Linked DNA regions of Ovis aries: region 1 is linked to region 2. The links are chromatin contacts, called in public Hi-C maps. All regions are on one chromosome and are shown on one strand. Each heading gives the region's core, a stretch centred on a gene start, on an enhancer-like site or on the middle of the called end of the contact. The rest is flanking DNA. Distances are from core to core; before and after follow the strand shown. Region 1 overlaps SPTB (spectrin beta, erythrocytic). Region 2 has its middle 47 kb from the start of PLEKHG3.

Region 1 (4,439 bases), core at 374-2,873, 96 kb after region 2:
GGGAAGTTGGTGGCAGGCGGTGGGTCAAATGCAGCTGGTTGCTGTCCTTGCCCAGTCCAGGGGCCCAGGGGTGGGAAAATCCTAGCTTATCCTCGAGGCCCTTTCATTCTTGGGACTGTGGAGTTGCTTGCTGAAATCTCTCACTTCAGAAGCACACGTGGAAGGCAAAAGGTGGCCCCTAGTGTCTTGGCTCCCACAAATTGGCCCATGGGGACAGCTGAGAGAGACTTGCCACCACCTGCTCTTCAGCAAGGAACATGCCATCTATCCTGGAGCAGGACACGCCTTCAGGTGTGCCTGAGGCCTTTGTTATTGCCAGGTGAGCATCACTACCTAATTGCCTCCTGCCTTGGTTTCCCCTAGGTGTAGAGAGGTTGGTGAGTGGTACAGATTAGGTTCCCTGTGGATGCACAGAGGGCCACAGGGATAGGTAGATAGAGGACACATGAAGACCCTGGCTCCCAAGGTGGGACCACATGTCAGGCCCCGTCAGAGAACTTCCCTCCTGTGGTTCTTGTCTGCTGAAGTTGCCTTCCCTTGACATAGTAGTAATTGATCTCGAGCACTAAGGGCTCCTGGGAAGGCCTAGTAACTCCAGATGCTTAGGCCTGTGGTTTCTGCCTTAGCCTCACCCAGTTATGGGGGATCGTCTCAGTGTGTCTAAGGCTCCTTCCCATGGGGAAGGTGATGGAAACAGCAACTGCAGGTCCCAGGGTCCTTTCTGCTCTGCCCAGGGGAGTGTCTGCTGCCTGCAACTCAAGCCTTCTTTTGGACGTAACCCAAGTTAAGATGTTGGGCTGGAGCTGTATTGCTTTCAGAGGGTGGTGGAAAGAATACTGTGGAACCAGTGGTCTGTTCCCTCCAGATGTCTGACTTTGGCAGCATGGGGACGGTTATCCCTGGGGAGAGAGGTTGCAGGGCCCCTTTTGGCTGTACCTAGGATTGGGGGATAGATTCCCATGTAGCCCCCTGACTCAGGTCAGGCCCTTCAGGAGGACCTGCGCAAGGGTACTTGCCACATCTTAATGGCTCCAGCCCCAACATTTGTCCCAGCTCTCCTGGGATTGTTACCAGGGTTGTAATACCCAGGTGTGGCCGCATCTGCCACCTCAGGGTGACAGGTCATGAACTTTGCTGTGAGTTCAGCCAGCACCCTCAGATGGTGCCAGCTGCAGACAGGACGCATGGAGTATTTGGCTTTGGGATGCTCTAATGCAGGCGCTGCGGTGACCATCTCGTATGGGGACCTGCACTGTCTCTCTGAGACCTGGGGTCTGAGTGGGGTACTGCTGGTCTAGCAGCTACTGGGAGTGCCGCAGACCCCAGAGTGGAGAGGTGGCGCCTCGGGCAGTGTGGAAGTCTTATCTGCCTCCTTCTGGCCTGAGCCCTAAACTAGCTGTAGTTTTTAAAAAAAGAGGGCTGCTTGAGAGCTTAGGGTCCAACCACCACCTGGCCCAGTGGCAGCAAGGGGGTGCTGAGGCGGAGGGAGGCCCCTCGCAATTACGACCTATCGATTTGGGACAGTGCCCCCTTTATGGGAGGAGGGGCTGCAGTGACCTCTGAGGGGGGGAGGCAGCGGCCCCTGGCCCAGAGCTACCTGAAGACTCCCTCCTCACGCCCCTAGGGGGCAGGCCGGGCCTTCCCAAGGACCTTTTCTCTTCCCCTGGCTGTGACCGAGTTGGACAGGACCCCAAGCAACACTTGCTTTGGGAGTGGGCAGCATCTCAGGAATCTTCCCTGCTGACTCAGAGGGTAAAGCGCCTGCCCGCAATGCGGGAGAGTCAGGTTCGATCCCTGGACAGGAATCCACAGGAGAAGGAAATGGCGACCCACTCCGGTACCCTTGCCTGGAAAATCCCATGGACAGAGAAGGCTTCGGTCCATGGGGTCACAGAGTCGGATACGACTGAGCGACTTCACTTTCACTTTTCAGCATCTGAGGAACCCCCATCAAGCCTTCTCCTCCAGCTTGTGTGGGAATAGGGTTGTGGGGACTGGCTCCCCTCTGCCTCGTAAGGAGGGTCGGGAGAAGAGCGTGTGGGCCTCAAAAATCGTTTCCTGCCCCCAGACTCGGAGGCCCCGAGGGCCCGCGGAGCTGGGAGCCGCGTCCCTGGAGCCCGCACTCGCTGTGTGCGGGGCCCCGGGGCGGAGGGCGCGGAGGCAGGCGTGGGCTGGGCCGGGCCGGGCCGGGCCGGGCTGGGCGGGCGAAGGCAGCGATCGCAGTGCAGCGGGGCCCGCGCCCGGCCGGCCGGCCGGCAGCTCAGAGCAGGCAGGCGGCAGGCAGCGGCGGCGGCCGGGCAGTGGGCAGGAGGAAGGTCCGGCCGAGGAGGGAGGCGCTAGTCCCCGCATGTCCTAACGACGCACCGGCTTCACCCGCCGGGCGCCCGAGAGGCTACTTCTTTTTGGGGAAGAAGCTGAATCTCTTCTCCTTGTCCTTCTTGCCGAGGCTGGCATCGGGGCCGGTGATGGGGGGAAGGGGCAGGCTCTGTGCCTTGACGCGGATGCTCTGGGACTCGTTGATGGCCGTGCTCACGCCCTGCAGCCAGGATAGCATCTCCTCCTGTAGGGCGGGAGGGTCAGGATCCTCAAAGGACGGGCTGCCTCTAGGACAACCCCTTCTGATGGAGCCTTGAGCCCAAGGGGCACGGGTCCCTCCCAACTGCTCCTTGTTGGGGGAGGTCAGGGCCTGGCGGCCCTGCACTTACCTCATCCTTGCCGTGGAAGAGCCACTCGCTGCCGTTGCTCAGCCTAGGAGGACAAAGGGTTTCCCCCGTGGCCACCTCTGGCTCTGACCCCCAGCTCCCCAAGCTTTCCCATGACCAGGACCCTGTCAGGCAGCACAGAGCTTTCTGAGAGAGGCAGAAATCAGGATCACCAGCCTCTCTTATTTGAAAAATCTCTGAGGGGCACCTCAGGCCTGCAGCTGGTCACATACAGTGGTACCTTGACTGGCCACTTAGGCCAGATCGAGCCATCAGGGAAGGAGTGGTGAACAGGCAGGGCCTCACCTCAGCTTGAAGACATGCTTCTTCTTCTTGTAGTTGGCAGCAATCTCACAGATGGCATGTCTCAGGGTCAGGGGCTCCTCTCCATGGTAGGGCACCCCCAGGGCCAGATTCTTGGCATCCTTATAGAAGGCCAGCTCACTATTCCTGAGCACACAGTACAGGTTGTTCCAGGACCTGTGAAGGTACACACAGGCAGGTCACCTACAGTCCTCACTTGCATGCTCAGTTGCTCAGTCGTGTCTGATTCTTTGTGATCACATGAATGTTAGCCTGCTAGGCTCCTCTGCCCACAGGATTGTCCAGGTAAGAATACCGGAGGCTTTACCATTTTTCTTAACTACACCAATTTTACCGTGATCAAGAGTAATACATTTTATAACTAAAAAAATTACAATTAAGAATAATCTACATGTGGGATTTCCCTAGCAGCCCAGTGGTTAAAACTTAGCACTTTCAACGCAAGGGGTGCAGGTTCGATCCCTGGTGGGGGAACTAAGATCCCACATGCCACGTGGCATGGCCAAATAAAAAACAATCATCTGCATGTAATTCCACTACCAAAGTCTACTATTGTTAACATTTTATGTATTTCCTTCTGGTTTATTTTCTATTCACATATATAACTAAAATTGGATTATACTGTATATTCAATTTAATTTTGTACTTTTAAGTTTAACACTATGTCATGAGTATTTCCCCATCCTCAAATATTTGAATCCTCAAACATTTCTTGAAAATAATTTTAATAGCTATATCGTATCCTATCACAAATAAAAATAATCCCTTTATTGGTAGACCTTTTAATACTGGAAAATTTATCCACAATTGAAATAGCAATATGATAAACATCCTTCTGGGGCTTCCCTGATGGCTCAGCAGTGAAGAATCTGCTTGCCAATGAAGGAGATGCAGGTTCGATCCCTGGGTTGGGAAGATACTCTAGGGAAGGAAATGGCGACCCGCTCCAGTATTCTTGCCTGGGAAATACCAGTCTATTGGGGTCACAAAAAGAGTCGGACACAACTCTAAGGAACAGCAGCAACAAAACATCCTGATGCTTTAATCTTTGCCTAAAACTCTGATCTTACCTTGAGATATATTTCTAGAATTGTTGAGTCTAAGACCAACTGTGTAAAGAACTTTTCAAAGCACTTTCATAGCCACCAGCATATCTTGAGTCTCACTTGTGCTTGTGCTCATTCAGTCGTGTCACTCCTTGTGACCCCATGAACTATATAGCCCACCAGGCTCCTCTGTCCATGGGATTCTCCAGGCAAGAATACTGGAGTGGGTTTGAGTCTCACTACATCCCATGAGTCTCACTACAGAACTGTAACATGAACAGAGCAGGGTTTTGTTTTGGTGGTAGGAGTATTTTGTTTTATTGATGATAAATGCCTGGTATACTGTGCTAGCACTTTTTTAAAGGAA
Region 2 (4,852 bases), core at 461-2,960:
TCTTGAGGATGGTCTTGATCCCTGTCTCCTGTACAATGTCACAAACCTCCATCCATAGTTCATCAGGCACTCTGTCTGATAACAGGAATGAACCAACCAGTGACAAAATGGAGGATGGAAAGCAAAAAGTCTCATACCACATCTGATAGGTAAGACCTATGCATGTGTGGATGGGTGGAGGGATCCCAGCCTATCCCAGAGACCCTGGTAGAGGCCCCACCCTGCTCCTCCAACGACCACCACCAGCCAGGATCAGCCAGAAGAGAGCTCTTTTGCATATATTCAGTGTCATCTGCATCAAGGGACCCTAAGCTTATGGGATGTTGCCCACACTTGGGGTGAAGCGAGGGAAAAAGGAACTGAATAGCCAGCAGTGTTCTCTTTCTGATCATTGCACCCTGATAGTTTGATATCTCCTTGTTTAGGGATGAAAGAGAAACCTCAGACCTTACTGGGGCTATTCGATTAAAACTAGAAACTTCAAGGTGTCTCCATTTTTTAAAAAAACAAAGCATCATTCAGGAACCTCTATGTTATACCTAGCATATCTTTCAAATTTCTACTGCTGGGCCTTTGCACCTGTCATCTGCTGTGTTGGAAAGTCATCTCCCCTGCTGGGTGCCTGTGTAAAGCCTATTTGTTTATCCTCAGTCTCACTTCCTTTGTGAAGTCTGGGGTTCCCAACACAACCCAAGGAGACCTCTCTTCCTCCCCCACATAACTCTTTCTCTTATGGATCCATCAGCCTCACGGGACTCACATATGCGGTGTATATCTTTCATCAGGCTCTTCCCTCTCACTGGACACTTTCTTAAGGACAGGACTGAGGCCAACACCCCTGTTTCTCTGTATCTCCCTAGAGCACCTAACCCAGTGCCTTGACCACAGTACACATATTTTACATTCATTCAGCAGGAACGAAACTTCATAAAATTCTGCCACTTGAAATACAGCAACATTCATCTCTTGAGGTCAAACTAAACTTTCACATTCCTGGGAGTTAATTGCTGACATTTCCAGAGCTTCCCTTCTTCCTGTGAGAGGCTGAATTTGAACTGCTACTTTAAACAATAGGTGGTTGATTTTGTAAGTGGCTGTTGGGAAGGGCCTCAGGAAGGGAAAGCTGCAAAGGTCTGAGTCAGGAAGGCAGGGGCAAGTGAAGGGAGAAAATTCTCCTGGGCCTTAAAGAGGAGGAGGAAGGCAGCCTGAGAGTTTATTCATTGTTATCCTCAAACATTATTGGCCTGTTCCCTTGTCACATTTCCATGGCTAAATATTCCCATAAATCACTTCAGACCTTCCACAGGGGCGGGTGGAGCATCTCTGCCCCCAAATGGTGAGAGATTTCAAAACCCCACTTAATTACAGAACTTCTTCATTTCAATTTCCCGTTAATTAGGAGGTTTTTCTGGTATCACAGGTCCTAAATTTGTTGTTTCAAGAGTGCCTGTGTTCTTGTCCTATGACCTTGGTTCAATCCTCAGGTCAGGCCTCCCTGTATTATAGTCTCATAGCGGCATGAACTTCCCCTTCTTGGAATTTGTACAAGTAATCTTTTTTTTTTGTGCTGTTTTTTATCATTATTTTTAATAATCTGTTTAATGTCTCCTTCTGCCGAGTTGCATGCCCCAGAGGGCAAGTAGCCAGGCCTGCCAGGTCCACCACTGTGCTCTTGGTTCCTGGTGCAGAGGGTGTGGGAGCTGGTTAACATGCATTGAGTGAGAGAAGAGTCTGGTACTTCCTCAGGAAGTTAAACAAAGTCACCATAGTGTGCGCAATTCTGCTCTTAGGTATTTACCCAAGAGAACTGAAAACATGTGTCCACACAGAAACTTGTATGCAAATGTTCATAGCAGTAATATTCATAATAACCAAAAAGCAGAAATACCCAAATGTCCATCAGCTCATGCATGCATGAATAGAATGCGGTGTATCCATACAGTGGAATATTATTCAACCATAAAAAGTAATAACGTACTGTTACAACCTTGAAAACATTATGCTAAGTGAAATAAGCCAGAGACAAAAGGCTGCATATTATATGAATCCACTTAAGCGTCCAGAATAGACAAATCTATAAAAAACCCAGTGGTTGTTAGGGGTTAGTGGGAGGGGGGGGATAATAAAAAAAAGAAAAAAATCTCTTCACATGAATTAGAGAGATGTAATAGTTGCACAATACAGGAAATATACTAAAAAACACTGAACTGTAAACTTTAAGGTGATGGTATTTATATTATATGAATTGTACCCCAACTTTTAAAAATTCTACCTTAAAATATACATATTTTTTTTCCTTTTGGGGGGGCATGCTAAACTTTTGTGTCCTTAGTTCCCTGACCAGGGATCGAGTCTGGGTTTCCTGTATTGGAAGCGTAGGAGTCCTAACTACTGGACCACCAGGGAATTCCTGATACATACATTTATTGAGTGAACAGTTCATCCCTGAAACAGAAACTGCGGAGTCTCTGGATCAACGCTCAGATTTATGAGGTTTTAGTGCTAGCTGTGTTTCCTAAGAAGAGCTGGTCTCACCGTGCACCAGCCCCAAGCATGCTGTATCCTGCGTCGGACATAGACTGGCGATTCAATTCTTACATGATAGTATACATGTTACACGGTGATGACCCAGAGAGTTGTTATGGGGAAGGAGGTGGGAGGGGGGTTCATGTTTGGGAACGCATGTACACCCGTGGTGGATTCATGTCAATGTATGGCAAAACCAATACAGTATTGTAAAATAAAATAAAGTAAAAATGAAAGAAAAAAAAAAAAAAGAAGAGCTGGTCTCTACAGGGTGAGATGTCGGCAGCCTGTGTGGGAAAACGGCGTGGCTGCAGTTCATCTGCGACTGTACGTTGGCTGCCAGCAGCCCCGCTGGACACAGTCCATCACTGACATTTTTATTAACTTCAAGAGAGGAAGTTCCAGAGGGAGGCTTCTACCCTTTTTTCTTGAAACTGATTTCTGAGGTGTGTCCCATTAACAAAAACATCTCAGACTTCAAGGCCAAGTATCACAGCTTCACCTTAGGGGGACCAGGAGCAGGTGGCAAATGCTCCAGTGAAAATTTGGATGTGTTTTATTGCAGGCTTTGGGGGTTTACATAAGAGGTAAAGAAAACCTCACGTTGGTGCTACATGAGGCCATGATTTAGAGCTGGCAGGAATACAGAGAAATGTGCTATGTCTGTAGTTCAAACCCTGGTGGAGTGGGTGTAGGGAGGGAGCCAGACATTCCGTGTGTGAATATGCTCAGAGGCCCTTCAGTCTGGTTGAACAAGGGGAATTTTCAGGGCTTGTTCTTGCAGATGGATTTCCTCTAAATGAGGAGACGGATCCTTTACCAGATTGTCTCCTCTTACAGAGAAGCAAGAAAGTCTTGAGAAAAATCAATGTGAAAAAGGGAAAAACCATTTTTGCAGGAATTCTTTGCTCTCAACAGCAGATCTTGGCCAGGGCCACTTAGAGGTTGAGAGTAACCTGCAGTTAGGTGCATTTTTTAAGGTTCCTAGTAGCTGACTCATTGGCAAAGACCCTGATGTTGGGAAAGATTGAGGACAGGAGGAGAAGGGGATGACAGGGGATGAGATGGTTGGATGACATCACTGACTCAATGGACATGAGTTTGAGCAAACTCCCTGGAGGTAGTGAAGGACAGGGAAGCCTAGTGTGCTGCTGTCCATGGGGTGGCAAAGAGTCAGATACAACTTAGTGACTGAACAGCAACAAATATTAAAGTGTGAAGAAATGTCCCCACTCAAAAGGTTGCTGGGAACTGTGCTATATTTTAAAAGTTTATATTTGACAGATTAATACACAGAAACATAGAGTAAAGGTAATTATGCTTTTGCACTATAATGCCCTGATTTATTTTAAATCTATGACATGAAGTGCTCTACAGGCAGCGATGGAACTTGGACTTAGAGATCTACACCAAACATCAATGTCTCTCAATCCTGTCATCTAGAGATGACGTCCGAAGCCAGAGTAGGGGGCCCTTTGTGAATCATGTGACCAGAGCCCAGTGCTTTCTATACCTGACCATCATCTCTATATAGGCTCCTTGGGCCCCACCTGCAGGTCACTTGGGTTGGAGTGAGATGCTGCGGATTCAAAAGCTGTATTTGTGCTGAAGCCAGTTCTTATTAAGACCTTTTGCTTCAATCAATAAGCAATTTGTTCTTGAGACTTTAGTCCTCTTTCTGGTCAATTCCATATGCCTGTTTGCTAGATGTTTTTGTGGATTTTATTTTTGTTTTAGTCAAAAGAGGTAGCTTGTTTCTACGGCAAAGGCAGTAATTACTCATTTTCCAACTGCAAACAACCAAGTGTCAGGCAAGGTCCCACTTCAGCCCTCCCAGCTCTTGCTTGCTGAACCGGCTCCTATGAAGGACGCCTTCGAGGCCTTGGCCTACTGTAGACCCTCATGTATCACTTTTTCCAAAGCCCCAACCCCAGATGGCCATGCCAGCCAGTGACTTGAGGGTGGCACTATGAGTCCACGGACCCATGGGGACCCACCTGGAGGAATTTGGGAAAGGGAGTTTAGCTTCATTAGAACATCTTTAAGGCTTCCCTGGTGGTCCAGTGGTTAGGAATCTGCCCTGCAATGCAGGGGACACCAGTTCAACTTCCAGTCGGGGAAGATCCCATGGGCCGTGGAGCAACTAAGCCCACTTGCCGTAACTACTTGAGCTTATGCTCTGGAACCCAGGAGACGCAACTGCTGAGCCCCTGTTCCACAAAAACAGAGCCACATGCCGCAACTACTGAAGCCTGCGTGCCTGGAGCCCATGCTCTGAAACAAGAGAAGCCACTGCGACGGGAGGCCTGTGCACCGCAGCTAGAGA

The links. Hi-C and Micro-C count contacts between places; a contact is called where the count stands out from the background.
Region 1: a Hi-C map of mixed tissues shows a contact between it and region 2, with 3 times the contacts expected there. The contact joins two enhancer-like sites. A contact is called at or near these places in 10 of 16 Hi-C or Micro-C datasets (blood, hypothalamus, liver and 5 more).

What each region holds. Positions count from the first base shown.
Region 1 is chr7:74,964,273-74,968,711 of ARS-UI_Ramb_v3.0, forward strand. SPTB (spectrin beta, erythrocytic) reads right to left here. Exons shown (of 37, transcript XM_060418657.1): 35 at 3,009-3,182; 36 at 2,706-2,748; 37 at 1-2,560. The coding sequence ends at 2,393. Among named protein-coding and RNA genes, the nearest start is that of PLEKHG3, 49 kb to the left of the region's middle. Within about 2 kb of position 1,624, at least 7 of the 54 cell types and tissues checked have an H3K27ac peak or open chromatin away from gene starts, as enhancers often do.
Region 2 is chr7:74,867,996-74,872,847 of ARS-UI_Ramb_v3.0, forward strand. No RefSeq gene overlaps it. Among named protein-coding and RNA genes, the nearest start is that of PLEKHG3, 47 kb to the right of the region's middle. Within about 2 kb of position 1,711, at least 3 of the 54 cell types and tissues checked have an H3K27ac peak or open chromatin away from gene starts, as enhancers often do.